Linked DNA regions of Zea mays: region 1 is linked to region 2. Evidence: chromatin contacts called from public Hi-C data. All regions are on one chromosome and are shown on one strand. Each heading gives the region's core, a stretch centred on a gene start, on an enhancer-like site or on the middle of the called end of the contact. The rest is flanking DNA. Distances are from core to core; before and after follow the strand shown.

Evidence for each region. A called contact is a pair of places that touch in the nucleus more often than the background predicts.
Region 1: a Hi-C map of tassel shows a contact between it and region 2, with 2.0 times the contacts expected there. The contact joins the promoter of LOC100277004 here to the promoter of LOC100285710 in region 2. A contact is called at or near these places in 2 of 25 Hi-C or Micro-C datasets (ear and tassel).

Annotation. Positions count from the first base shown.
Region 1 is chr1:303,826,192-303,832,204 of Zm-B73-REFERENCE-NAM-5.0, forward strand. LOC100277004 reads right to left here and starts at 2,806. Exons shown (of 2, transcript NM_001294251.1): 1 at 2,511-2,806; 2 at 1-1,052. The coding sequence starts at 2,703. The coding sequence ends at 874. It overlaps LOC541818 (prohibitin 4), which reads right to left. Exons shown (of 5, transcript NM_001111499.2): 3 at 5,162-5,332; 4 at 4,838-5,050; 5 at 4,007-4,573. The coding sequence ends at 4,379. TRNAS-CGA (transfer RNA serine (anticodon CGA)) reads right to left here and starts at 3,170; the gene lies at 3,089-3,170.
Region 2 is chr1:302,954,619-302,960,506 of Zm-B73-REFERENCE-NAM-5.0, forward strand. It overlaps LOC100285710 (acyl-CoA binding protein), which reads right to left and starts at 2,551. Exons shown (of 18, transcript NM_001370724.1): 1 at 2,235-2,551; 2 at 1,946-2,016; 3 at 1,482-1,545; 4 at 1,299-1,370; 5 at 930-1,130; 6 at 771-848; 7 at 119-229; 8 at 1-31. The coding sequence starts at 2,381. It overlaps LOC100384139 (Galactose oxidase/kelch repeat superfamily protein), which reads left to right and starts at 2,808. Exons shown (of 17, transcript NM_001176719.1): 1 at 2,808-3,062; 2 at 3,183-3,280; 3 at 3,514-3,652; 4 at 3,744-3,772; 5 at 3,880-3,976; 6 at 4,055-4,110; 7 at 4,327-4,434; 8 at 4,718-4,774; 9 at 5,252-5,343. The coding sequence starts at 2,980.

The DNA of each region.
Region 1 (6,013 bases), core at 1,556-4,055, 870 kb after region 2:
GCTAAAAATAAAACTATACCAGATTGCATAAAATGTAGCTGACCTAGGATACAATCATCTAAACGATTCCTGATAGAAAATGAGTTTTAAACATGCTGCTAACCTTCTATAGATAAGATAAGCAAAACAAATGAAACACAAGCAGTAGCAGAATATAGTACTATAAAAATCCATAGTTACAGAAGTACTCCCATACTCTGGTTTTGTGCTTTTGGTTATAATCATCTTTTTCTGTATACCTATTTTATCTTCTAAGATTACCACTTGTTGGCATTTATAAGAAAGAAGTACTGGCGGCTCCCAAATGAGTGGAGTCTGGGGAAGGAACCGAATAACCGAGGCAAGGATCCAAAAATGCAACAAGCCAGTTGAATCCAGAAGATCACAATAGTTCTTCTGAAATTGCGAGCTAAGCCGCAGACCAGATTTTAGTAAAAAAAATGGAAGATAAATACAAGATCCACTAGGCAGTCTATACCATTTGAGAATTTAGACGATCATATTACCTATGAACTAATATATCTAACGAGAAGGGCAGGCATGGTGCAGTGCCGAGAACTGTCTCGCTGACTCACTAGGTCGTGGATTCAAAGCAGCCTCTCCACACTCGGTGGGGGGGGGGGGGGGGGGGGGGGCTACCTCGGCTTATCACTTTCCCAAACCCCCCACTCATGTGGGGGAGCCTCCGACGCTGAGTCTGCCCTTTTTTTGAATATATCTAACGGATAGCCAAAGTCAGTATAGCTTAGACTTTCATAATCAGAGAGGGAGTAACTCTAGCAAAGATACACTGATCAGGCAAAAAGAAGGATCCATCCATCTAATAGAAGACTAGTCATGTAATAATGATGTTTAAACCAGTCAGCAGAGAGTTCAAACAGGATTAAGAGAGAATGAGAGAGCAATTACATCAGAGTGTGCAGAGGTAATAGTTGAGACTTTGGGTGAACACTTTGGAGCACCATTGAATAAGTATGAGCATTCAGTGTATGCAGCCCCTATCCCCACACCAGCTCCAAGGGCAACTGATGCCCAGCGAGTAGTAGGGCTACCTGTACAAACAAATAACAGACCCGCATGTAAATACATATAAATTCAATAGTCACTGTATTAAGCAGGTAAAAGTTTCAACTCTTGAAATTAGTATTCGATGCATGCCTGTCAATGGTTCAAAAAGTTAAGATGTGCAGGTCCAAGACTATTTTGGGAAGTCTGGTGGAACTAGAATAGCACACTACTGCTTGATAGGCATAACCACAAAAATAGACAGCTAAAGCACTTCTGAAACGAAAATAAAGGACAGTACACATGAAACAAGCTCACTTCAGAATTTGCACAGAAGAAAGAAGTGCAATTCACAAAAAAAACAGTAAAAAGAAAACAAAAACATAACTTCTGGGAAAAATAAACATTCCAAGTGTAAGTAAAAGGGTTGCACATTATACCATAAACAGAAGACCGGAAACCAGTTGACAATCAGAGGTTCTTATCGATCACCCAGAATAAAACATCTATATGGTAATGCTACAGTAATATAGTTGATTGGCAATTTTAGCGGCAAACATGTCGTGTAAACAAAATTATAGAATTCAATGTGAGTAGCAAAGTAAATCACCAAAAGAAGTCATAACACAGACCTTGTACTGCTTACAAGTAGGCATGAGCAACATAATTGTCACCCTCATGGCCAAGCAGTTCGTCATTTATCTCATTTCCATATATATCACTTCAAACAAAGAATACATAGAGTGAACACTAACAGTCTGAATTATACATATCCATGTCCTGTGCAATCGAAAACCACAGAATATATGCAGTGCAGAGCTCTGGACATGTGATTCGGCACTGAAAGAGATAAACTGCAATCTGCAGGACGGTTGCTATATCCAAATTTGCTAGACATATCAGTAACCTGATCAGCAGGTATGAAGCGTCCTAAGAACACAAGTTTCATTAGTAGCCATAGGCATCACGAACCTATCGAACAACACAGCCTCTTTTTTAGGTAAAGAGCGATGTATCATATTTCTATTTAAAACTCTCAACAGGTAGAACCCTACCTGAAAGCAACATTGAGGCGATGAGACAAACATTTCAACATCCTCCGTTCAATCCACCAAGTTGAGTATAAAATTTCCCAGAGTACAACATATATGGTACAATACTCCCTCCATGCCAGCCAATAAAACTAACCTAAGAAAACTTCACTTGCACACATAGAGCAAATCACCGCCCTTGACGCAAATGACTCAAGTCACCTACCTAAAACGCTCCATGTTAATCATTGAGACAGCACGTATAGGAACTCTATGATACCCTAAAGCAATCATATAACAGGCATAATGCGCAACGTGATTGCATCAATTGACCCTCATCTACATCGGGGCAGGCTGGTCAAAATGGAGCGAAGACTAGCAACCGCACCGGACAAGCAATCCAGCTAAGACACCGAGCAAGCAAGCCACAACCAGATCTCACGAGACAACACGCAACGGGGGGAGTATCCTTACGGAAGAGGAGGAGGCCCGCAAAGGCGCCGCCGAGGGAGGAGTAGGCGACGCGGCGGATGGAGAGGTCGAGGCACGCGTCCCACTTGGCGTCCAGGTCGTACCGCGGCGGGATCCCCGACTTGGGAGGCGGGGACGAAGCCGCCGGCGCGGGAGGCGGCTGGGTGGGGGCGGCGGTCTCGGGCGCCTCCGCCATGGCGAGGGTTCCGCGGCAGCAGGAGACGGGACGACGCGATTCGGGGGAGGGGAGGGACGGGGGCGGACCGGCGGAGACAGCGGGGCGGCGTGGGTTGCTCGCGCTCTGGACGGGGACGATTCGTGCGAAATGCCGTGCCCATTTTGGGTCGGGTGCCAACTGGTGTCCACTTCGGGCCGGGCCGGGCCGGGGAAAAGGCTGCCCTGTATGTCCGGCAATCAGGCCTGTTCTAATGTGTATTTACTTATGAAATACTGAAAAAAACTGATGTCGAAACTTTCTTCTATCTACTTTTTTTCTTCTTCTTATCGTGACTTCTTGTACTCTCTACTTACAAACTCTCCGATTGATCGAACCTGCACTGGACACAAAAAATAAAAAAAATCGTCGACAGCAGGATTCGAACCTGCGCAGGCAAAGCCCAACAGATTTCGAGTCTGTCTCCTTAACCACTCGGACATATCGACTTTGTGTGACATGCTTCCATAATGTATATATAATACCTTTCATAATTGTAGACAAGCAGGCCTCAGCTGGATAGCAGATCGCTCTGAAGCTAGTGAGCCCAAGATTCATCGACACATTCCGTATGTTTGGTTGGCTCCATATCAGGGATGCAAAGGGGACTATGACCCCTCAATTTTGTATACCCTTTTATACCTAGTGATTAATTAGTATTAAGTGCAGAAAAAATCGAAGTTTTTTATAGTACAAAGTCTTGTTTTACACCTCTAAAACTATACCTACCGAATAAAATTAGTTAAGAGGTTTAGAATAGATCAACTAGTTGTTAGCTATACTCCTTAAATAAGTATTAGTTGTAGCTGCCTCGACCTAGCTAAAAACAGTTAACAATCAGTTATAGAGGTTTGGAACAAAGCCTAAAACAACCCTGTCAAGTCTCCATGTCGGATTCTCTCAGTCAAGTCCTTGTATCTACTCTGCCTCTTTCCTACGCCTTCGTCCTTTATCCCGTTGTCATCGTAACGCTAATCCGACCGACAAGCTAGATCTCACTCGTCGCAACGATGTGATCTGTTCTCGACGGGCTTAGCAGACCAGCAAGCCATGGCTCTCATGTGGTCTCTGTGACCCCATAAATTCTTGTCCCGTGTACGGACTCCAACAAAGCCATTGCGTTAGATTTTTTATCATATTTCTAACATTTTCACGAACAAAACTATACCATATTTATTATTTAATTTTGAAGATTTATTTATTTACTTTATTTGATCTTGGTATTGATGCATACAGCCAAACACATATCTTTATCCGACCTGAACGCAAACAACCAAACATAAATATGAGCATGAGCCTAGCCTGGATATATGAAATCTGGCTCCACATACTAGACAAGTCGGGCCAGGCTACCACCATGCCACAACCAGTCACACGGGTCCTGATTGAACTCACACGCTGAATTACGTCTGCGACTACGAGCAATGGAATGGCTGTTACACGCATCAGAGCAAGCCTCCAGGAAGGCAATTGCAACAACAGATTCATCAGTCACGACTTACAAGAGCAGAGAATCAAAGATCGATAGACAAACTTGTCAGTACATACAGACTGCAACATGGTGCCACTTTGTTCATTCCCGCGCATGCGCATTCTGTAACAGATAAAACCATCGCCTGAAACTACTCTCATCCGCGATGGCCTGGGGACGACCGCTTCACTTCTTTTGCTTGCCCCCCACGTTCAGCTGCTGAAGACCAAGCAAAAGGTCCCTGGAATCAAGGAACACCTTGTTGCTGGAGGCCGCCATGGTGTGGGAGATCTCCCTGGCAGCTTCAATCTGTCTCAGAGCCAGGAAGGCGGGGTTGTTGGCAATGGCTTGGCCAATCAACTCAGCGCTCTTAGCCTCACCCTGTTCAAATGCAAGTCACAGACAGACGGTGATTCAGAGTCATCAGGGTAAAAGGGGAATGATGCAATAGTATATACACAACTACTGAACTACACAGAGACACCAAGAACACTACCAATACACTTTCAGAATGAGAATCTGAAACTACAGGCATGTGTTTGCATCACGATTAAAGTCATGGCATTTCTTTTTTTTCCTTGTAAGTTTTACTTGTTTCCAGCCAGACAAAAGAACACTCTTACACAAGAAAGGGTGGCCACTAACCTGTGCCCTGATAACTGCACTGCGCTTGTCCTGCTCAGCCTTCTCAACAATGAACTTGGCACGCTCAGCTTCTTGTGCAGCAACCTGCTTGGCTTCAATGGCATGAGTAAACTCTTTTCCAAAGCTGAGGCTTGTGATGGACACATCATCCAGAGCAATATTGAAGTTGTTGGCCCTCTCAGTCAGAATCTTCCTAATCTCCCTGCTCACAGCCTGCATCGGAATCGAATGCATGAATGAACTGTTAACATATCCTAATCTCATCCAATCCTAGCAAGACAGTTGTTATATGGGGAACATCGTGTCTAGACGCATGAATGGTACCTCTCTCTGGGTGATCAGCTGGCTGGCATTGTATTGAGCAACCACAGCTTTGAGTGTTTCATGAATGATTGAAGGCAGAACTCTCTCATTGAAGTTCTCCCCCAGGTTCCTGTAGATTTTAGGTAGCTGGTCTGGCATGGGTCGAGTAAGGACACGAAGACCAATTCTCACCTGCCCAAGTTACCAACTAAAAAATCAAATACATAAAAGGACGATGGTGCTAATGTACTCGCAGAAGTGGAAATGCACACACAAAAAAATCGAGTGCATACATATGAAGACAGACCCACATGAACAGTATCTCTCAAAATACAATCAAACATGAGCAAACCATTATAAACTACAATGACAATGAATATGATGAACCTAGGCCGGACTTACTTGTAAACTTCAAGAAACTTCCACAACCTATTATGTGCTTTGAAATGGTAAAGTAAAGAACAGAAACAGCGCGTTGTACTGGATTCACAATTGCACTTTAAAATCAAAGACACCCTCAGAAGTCAGAACAGATTAATGCACATCAATATGCAAGCAGAAATGAACAATTCAATTACTGGCAGCCAATGGGCTACATCATTACTAGATCCATGGCAACTACAAAAGGGTGCGTTAACACTGCCGTGATGAGCAAAAAACGAGTTCATTCATGGCAGGCAGCCCATAAGAGCTCATATGAGTTGCACCAGAACAAAGATTCAAAGTAACACTGCCAAATGAGCCATTAAATCTGTGCACACATCAAGGGACAGCATCACAGCAATCAGTTCATCAGAACCATAAAAGACCACTACAAGGCATTGCATTGTTCTGCCATGAGTTACAGCAGAACAAGGGTTAAGTGATAGCACC
Region 2 (5,888 bases), core at 1,301-3,800:
CAATAGATAAAAATTTGTTACCCCAAGAAATCTAAAAGATGGTACAGAATAAGAAGGCAACTGTCATAACTACTGGCTTCAAGATAAATGATTATGCAACAGTTGTGCAGAAGTTTACCAAAGAATGACCAGCACATGGAGCAATTTGTGTGGTTATAGTGGAGTCAGCAGGTTCTGCTTGAAATTTGGTATCAACCTTGGACCAGATCAAACTCTTCAGATCCAAAGCCTATTTTGGTTTATGGAAAAGAAAATCCATTCATTAGGTCAACAGTACTGGTTTAATGCTGGACTGCTTTCAGGTGACATTTGAATTGCCAGTGCACTTAAATGAATTTGTTTTCCTCCGATCGAAACTCCTTTTCTCGCTCCTAATATTATCTTTAACAATTTTGGCTAAGAAAATGCTACCATATTAGCATGATAATTAGAGTGCAGGAAATTTCCAAAAAAATATATAGATTTGTTTGCAGTTATCCTGGGGAAATAACAGTTATCTCTTTGCACATTGAAGAATCAATTGTGGCAAGAAATACACTTTGACATCATACCAATATCAGGCAAAAGATCAAGGTTAAGGATCATGAATACAAATGGACAATTAACCCAGAGAGTGTATGCAACAAGGCAGTCTGTTTAAAGATGGTTTGATCAAAAGCAATAGAACAGCATATACTTACAGAGTCACATGCTTCCAAGTCATAGCTAACACTAACAACTTAGGATGCATACATATGGTGTTAGGTATTGTTTTAGTCAACTTCACGTACCTGAAGGTCACTAAGGTAACGTCCATTATGGTTTCCACCAAATATATACATCTTATTTTGCAACACAGTTGCTCCATGCTACAGAAATCAAAATTCTCATTAGTGCTACAAAAGTAAATAGAGAAAAACAATAGAAAAGGAATGAAGTATCTGGTGCACCTCATAACGAGGCTTCGGACGGAGACCACTGACAGATAATGGAGTCCACTCATCATGAGAAATAACAGTACTAAGGCCTTCCAGAATAACATCTTTGTCCTGAGTCTCCACAGAACTTCCATTTTCAGAAATGATTTTTGGTTCTGAAATTGATGTTCCATTTGTTGAAGCCGGTACACTTTGTGGCTCGTCTTTTGGTTTCTAATATAGCAAAAAGAAACACAGATGGATAATTTGATAAACCTGCTAAGGAAAAAAACTAGAGAACTAGACATTGGGATGGTGCACCAAATGATAAGATCATAGGACCAATAGTGTCTAGTTCTCTAGGTTTGTCTAGGTAAAAAAAGGAACAATAGTGTGACTTACATGCATCTGAATATCTACAACAGGCTCAGGGTTGAACTCAGGGACCCTAGAGTACCATCCAGGATCTTCTTCCTGCCAGAATAATACATCTATCAAATCCATTTGCACAGTCACGACTTCCTTAGGACTAAAAGTCTTTATTGTTATCGCACACAATGAACAATATCACATAATCGTTCATACCTCTAGGATTTTGACAAAAAGACGCATCGCCTCCGCTGAAGGCATGCTTCCAAGCCCATGCCAGCTAAAAAGACAAAATGATATAATCGATAAGTATCACTTTCAGAACACGCACTTCAATGTGTGGTATTTTCTGGGTATTTCCCACTGGCAGCTCTCCAGCCTGAGTCCATAATCTAAATTACATGAGTATTGTGGTCATTGTAGCATCGGCATAACATTTTCTATCTTTTGGCTGGGGACGAAATCACATTTCAAATTTGGGCTAACAATAAAATAAGCCGACAGTACATGAGAATGAACTACTCAACTCCCTGCTAACGTGTAGACACACAATTCAAGTTTTACGAAAACCACTGAGGTTTCACTTTTTCACCATTGGTAGAGAAGAAACTGCACAGAAGTTGGATTGTACTGTGACTGTGGCAACGTGAAGTTTGAGCGCAGTTTCCACTGGTACTAACCTAGTCCATTTGCTCTGCTCCACGGGGTTCCACGCCCTTGGCTTGGGCACATTGCATGGCCCAACCGTGGCCTGCATCAAAAAGAGACCAAAAATCACCAACCGAATTGGCGATCGTTAACCAAACGAAATCTCTCCCGAGGGACGAAGAGCAAACTTACGACACAATTTAATCCCAACAAACACCACAAACTCAGGCTATCTCACGCAAGATCCACGCAATTTCACCCCCAGGCCCGAATCAATCGACAAAATCAGCAAAAGCACACTGACACTGGCCGACGCGTCACCTGCTGGTGCAGGCCGTAGAGGAGGAGGGCGACGTCGTTCTGGAAGCGGGAGATAGCTGCGGAGGAGGTGGCCCCGCCGGCTCCGAACCCAGCGTAAGCCGCGGCAGCGTAGAAGCGGTCGGGGTAAGCGAGTCCGGAGCTCGCCATGGCCGGCGCCGCGCCCTAGATCTCCGCCCGGATCTCGCCCGCGCACCGGGCAACCGGCGGGTAGGGTTTACTCCTCCGGATCGCAGCTCTTCTTCGCCGTCGTGTTGGAAATGGAAATCTGAAGGGTGAACTCGCGCCGAGATCTGGAAGGAGGGAGGGAGACGGCGAGCCGACGCTGGCCCACGTTCTTCGCGGGCGACGCTTTTAACGCTCCCTGCCGAGGTGGCCGTAGAATGGAAGGGAGACACGGAAGGCAGCTGCTGACGGGAGCCGCCACGTGCCATTGACAGGTGGGCCTATGTAGGGGCCCAGTGACGTGGTAATAGAGTCGCGCGTGTGTCTCCCGGTCGTGGTCGTTTCGTTTGGGCCGACCGTGGGGCGCTACTGTTTCCATCCTCCTGCTCTGACTTCTCTGCTTCGTCCGATCCCCTCTCCCCCACCTGCCAGACTCCCCGCCGTCCACCGCTCGCCGCCCCCGGCCGCCATCCAGCCGCCGGTACAGGGCTCATCCTCCCGGTCGCAGCCGTGTCCACTTCCTTCACGAAGAGAGGCGCGTAGACTGGGGAGCTGGAGCGAGGACAAGGAGACGAGGGAAAGGATGCAGCAGCTGCAACCGAAGCAGATGCACTGGGTGAGGGCCGACTCCTCCGACTTCGGGGGCGACCGTCCCGCCCCCCGCAGGTATCCATCCAGCTCCTCCTCCTCCTCGCCGCCGGCGCCGCCTCGATCCCGTCCTGGACTGGAGTCTCACCCTACCCCTCTAACAAAGTAACAACCTCACGATTTTGCGATTTCGTGCAGCGGGCACACTGCGGTTATCATTGGCAAGTCCAAGGTGGTCGTCTTCGGAGGATTCGCCGACAAGCGCTTCCTCGCTGATGTTTCCGTCTACGACGTCGGTAATATAATTCCTCTCCAATTCTCCGACTGTTCGCTTGTCGTGCCAATTTGCCTGCCCACGTCTTCGAGCAATTTGTGCACACGCTGCAACTCATCTTAAGGGTTATTAGATTGAGGGACGTAGATTGCATTTACATGCTTGAGATTGTTATGGATGGGCTGATGGAGCATATGCATTGGAAGGAAGAAAGAGCTTGGCCTTACAAACTTCTGGATGCAACTTATGTTGCAGAGAATAAGCTATGGTACACACCTGAGTGCACTGGTAATGGGTCGGATGGGCAGGCCGGCCCAAGCCCAAGGGCTTTTCACATAGCTGTTGTCATTGACTGCAACATGTTCATCTTTGGTGGCCGATCTGGGGGCAAGCGGTATGCAGTCCACTAGCTTATCCAGCAGAACTTGGTAGCTTACATAAACAGTTTCCTATATGTTACTAACAATATGGTGTTTATCTCACAGTTTAGGTGATTTCTGGATGCTAGACACTGGTAAGCGTCTATGTTTCATCATCAAATTTTCAAAGCCCCCTTCTCTGGTTCTGTTTGCACTTGTTCTAGGGGTTGCTGCTACATTCATGATACTTCTGTACATTCAGACTTATGGCAATGGTCGGAGATGACTGGCTTTGGTGATTTACCGTCACCACGAGAGTTTGCTGCTGCTTCAGCCATAGGAAACAGAAAGATTGTTATGTAAGCATTATTTGATATGCACATCCCTGTGATACTTTTTGTACTATTACTTTTGAAGAACGCTCTATCTTTATTCAGGTATGGTGGATGGGATGGCAAAAAATGGCTTTCAGATGTATACATCATGGACACAAGTAGGCAAACTACTTCTTTATCCAGTTATTGAGTTTTTTCTCTTAAGGGCTAGTTTGGCAACCCCATTTTCCCAAGGGATTTTCATTTTACCAAGACAAATTAGTTCATTTTTCCTTGGGAAAATAGGAATCCCTTGGGAAAATGGAGTTGCCAAACTAACCCTAAAGATGGCAAGGAAAATGTAGAGAGCTGATTTCTTGCATAATCTATTGTAGTGTCACTGGAGTGGACAGAATTAGCTGTTACTGGATCTGTGCCACCTCCAAGATGTGGGCATTCGGCAACCATGATTGAGAAGAGACTCCTTATATTTGGAGGCAGAGGTGATTGTTATTTCTTGATTTTTTTGTGGGTTCCTCAAAGATTCTGTTTTACGATTCGTTTTGTGAAAGTAAATCTGCTGACCATTTTTTTTTAAATCTAAAAGCACTAACTAATGATTTTCATGTGGATTGTCTTGCGGAAACCAAGCTGTTTTCCTTATGAGAATTTGTAGCGTGATTGTGTGGTGGTGGTTTCTACTTTCTAATGATTAGTCAGTTAATTCGTAATCTTTTGGCCATCAACACCCGTATTTCTAATTTCTTCATATCTTCTTTGACACAGGTGGAGCAGGACCAATAATGGGTGATTTATGGGCTTTAAAGGGTATTACTGAAGAAGGTATCTCCTATTTATTCGTATGAAATCTGTTTGAGTTAAAAGAAAGAAGCATCCTATGTCACATACCCTGTTATGCTTGGTCAGTTGATGATGGCACCAGCCGAACTAACACTGCACCTGGAAATAGCCTGTTTGAATGATTGTGGATCATGATCAAATGTGGTGCAATATTTTATTATTATTGTAGTATTTAGAACTAAATCCAAGGTGCATACCCTGTTATGTTCCTTGTCCTGTTTGATTGCTCATGCTTTATTGGAAGTCATGTAGTTGACGATGGCTCATCAGTATGAGTACAGCTAAAATCACCCACTCCATTTGATATATTTAATACTAGTTAAAAAGTATCATTGCCAACTTTATCCTGTTTTAACTATGTAGCTCAGCATTCATTTGTATTTTAGTATGGATTATGGAATTGCACTTGCCGATTGGTGTAAGAAGTTAGTTAGAACCTAATTTTGTCTACTTTGGAAGACAATGAGGCGCCAGGTTGGACACAGTTGAAACTTCCAGGGCAATCTCCCTCACCACGATGCGGTCATTCAGTAACATCTGGTGGACCTTATGTATGTAATTTGATCCCGCCTTGCTTACACTTGGCGTTTTTTTTCTGTCTCTCAGTGCACTAGTATGAAGTATTCTGTAGCTGGTATCTCATATAACATAGTACTTGGAAGTTGGAACTTGGGCCCCGATGGATGTCCGTACTAGATATTAACTACTTATCATTGCTATATTGTACAGATCATATGCACTAATTGATGCATATTTAGAACTCCTTTATGCATTCTGATCTACAATATACATCAGTAGGCACTTTGTTTAGTCCCAACTCTCTTTCCAATGAGGCCAGGGGTCTATTTCGTGCTATGATTAATAGATTAACAGATAGACTCCTGGGTATGCCTTCGGCCATTACTCTAAAAATATTTATATTCTGTAGAGTTATGTCTTTGGGTTTCATCTCCATGTTGTTGTTGTTGTTGTAGAGTTTTGTCTTTTTTTTTTCGAAAACGCAGGAGAGCTGCGTATCATTATATTAAGAGGGAAAAAAAAGGTGAGGATAGAAAACCTCATACAAAGCCAAACAAACCCACACACCCACACACAC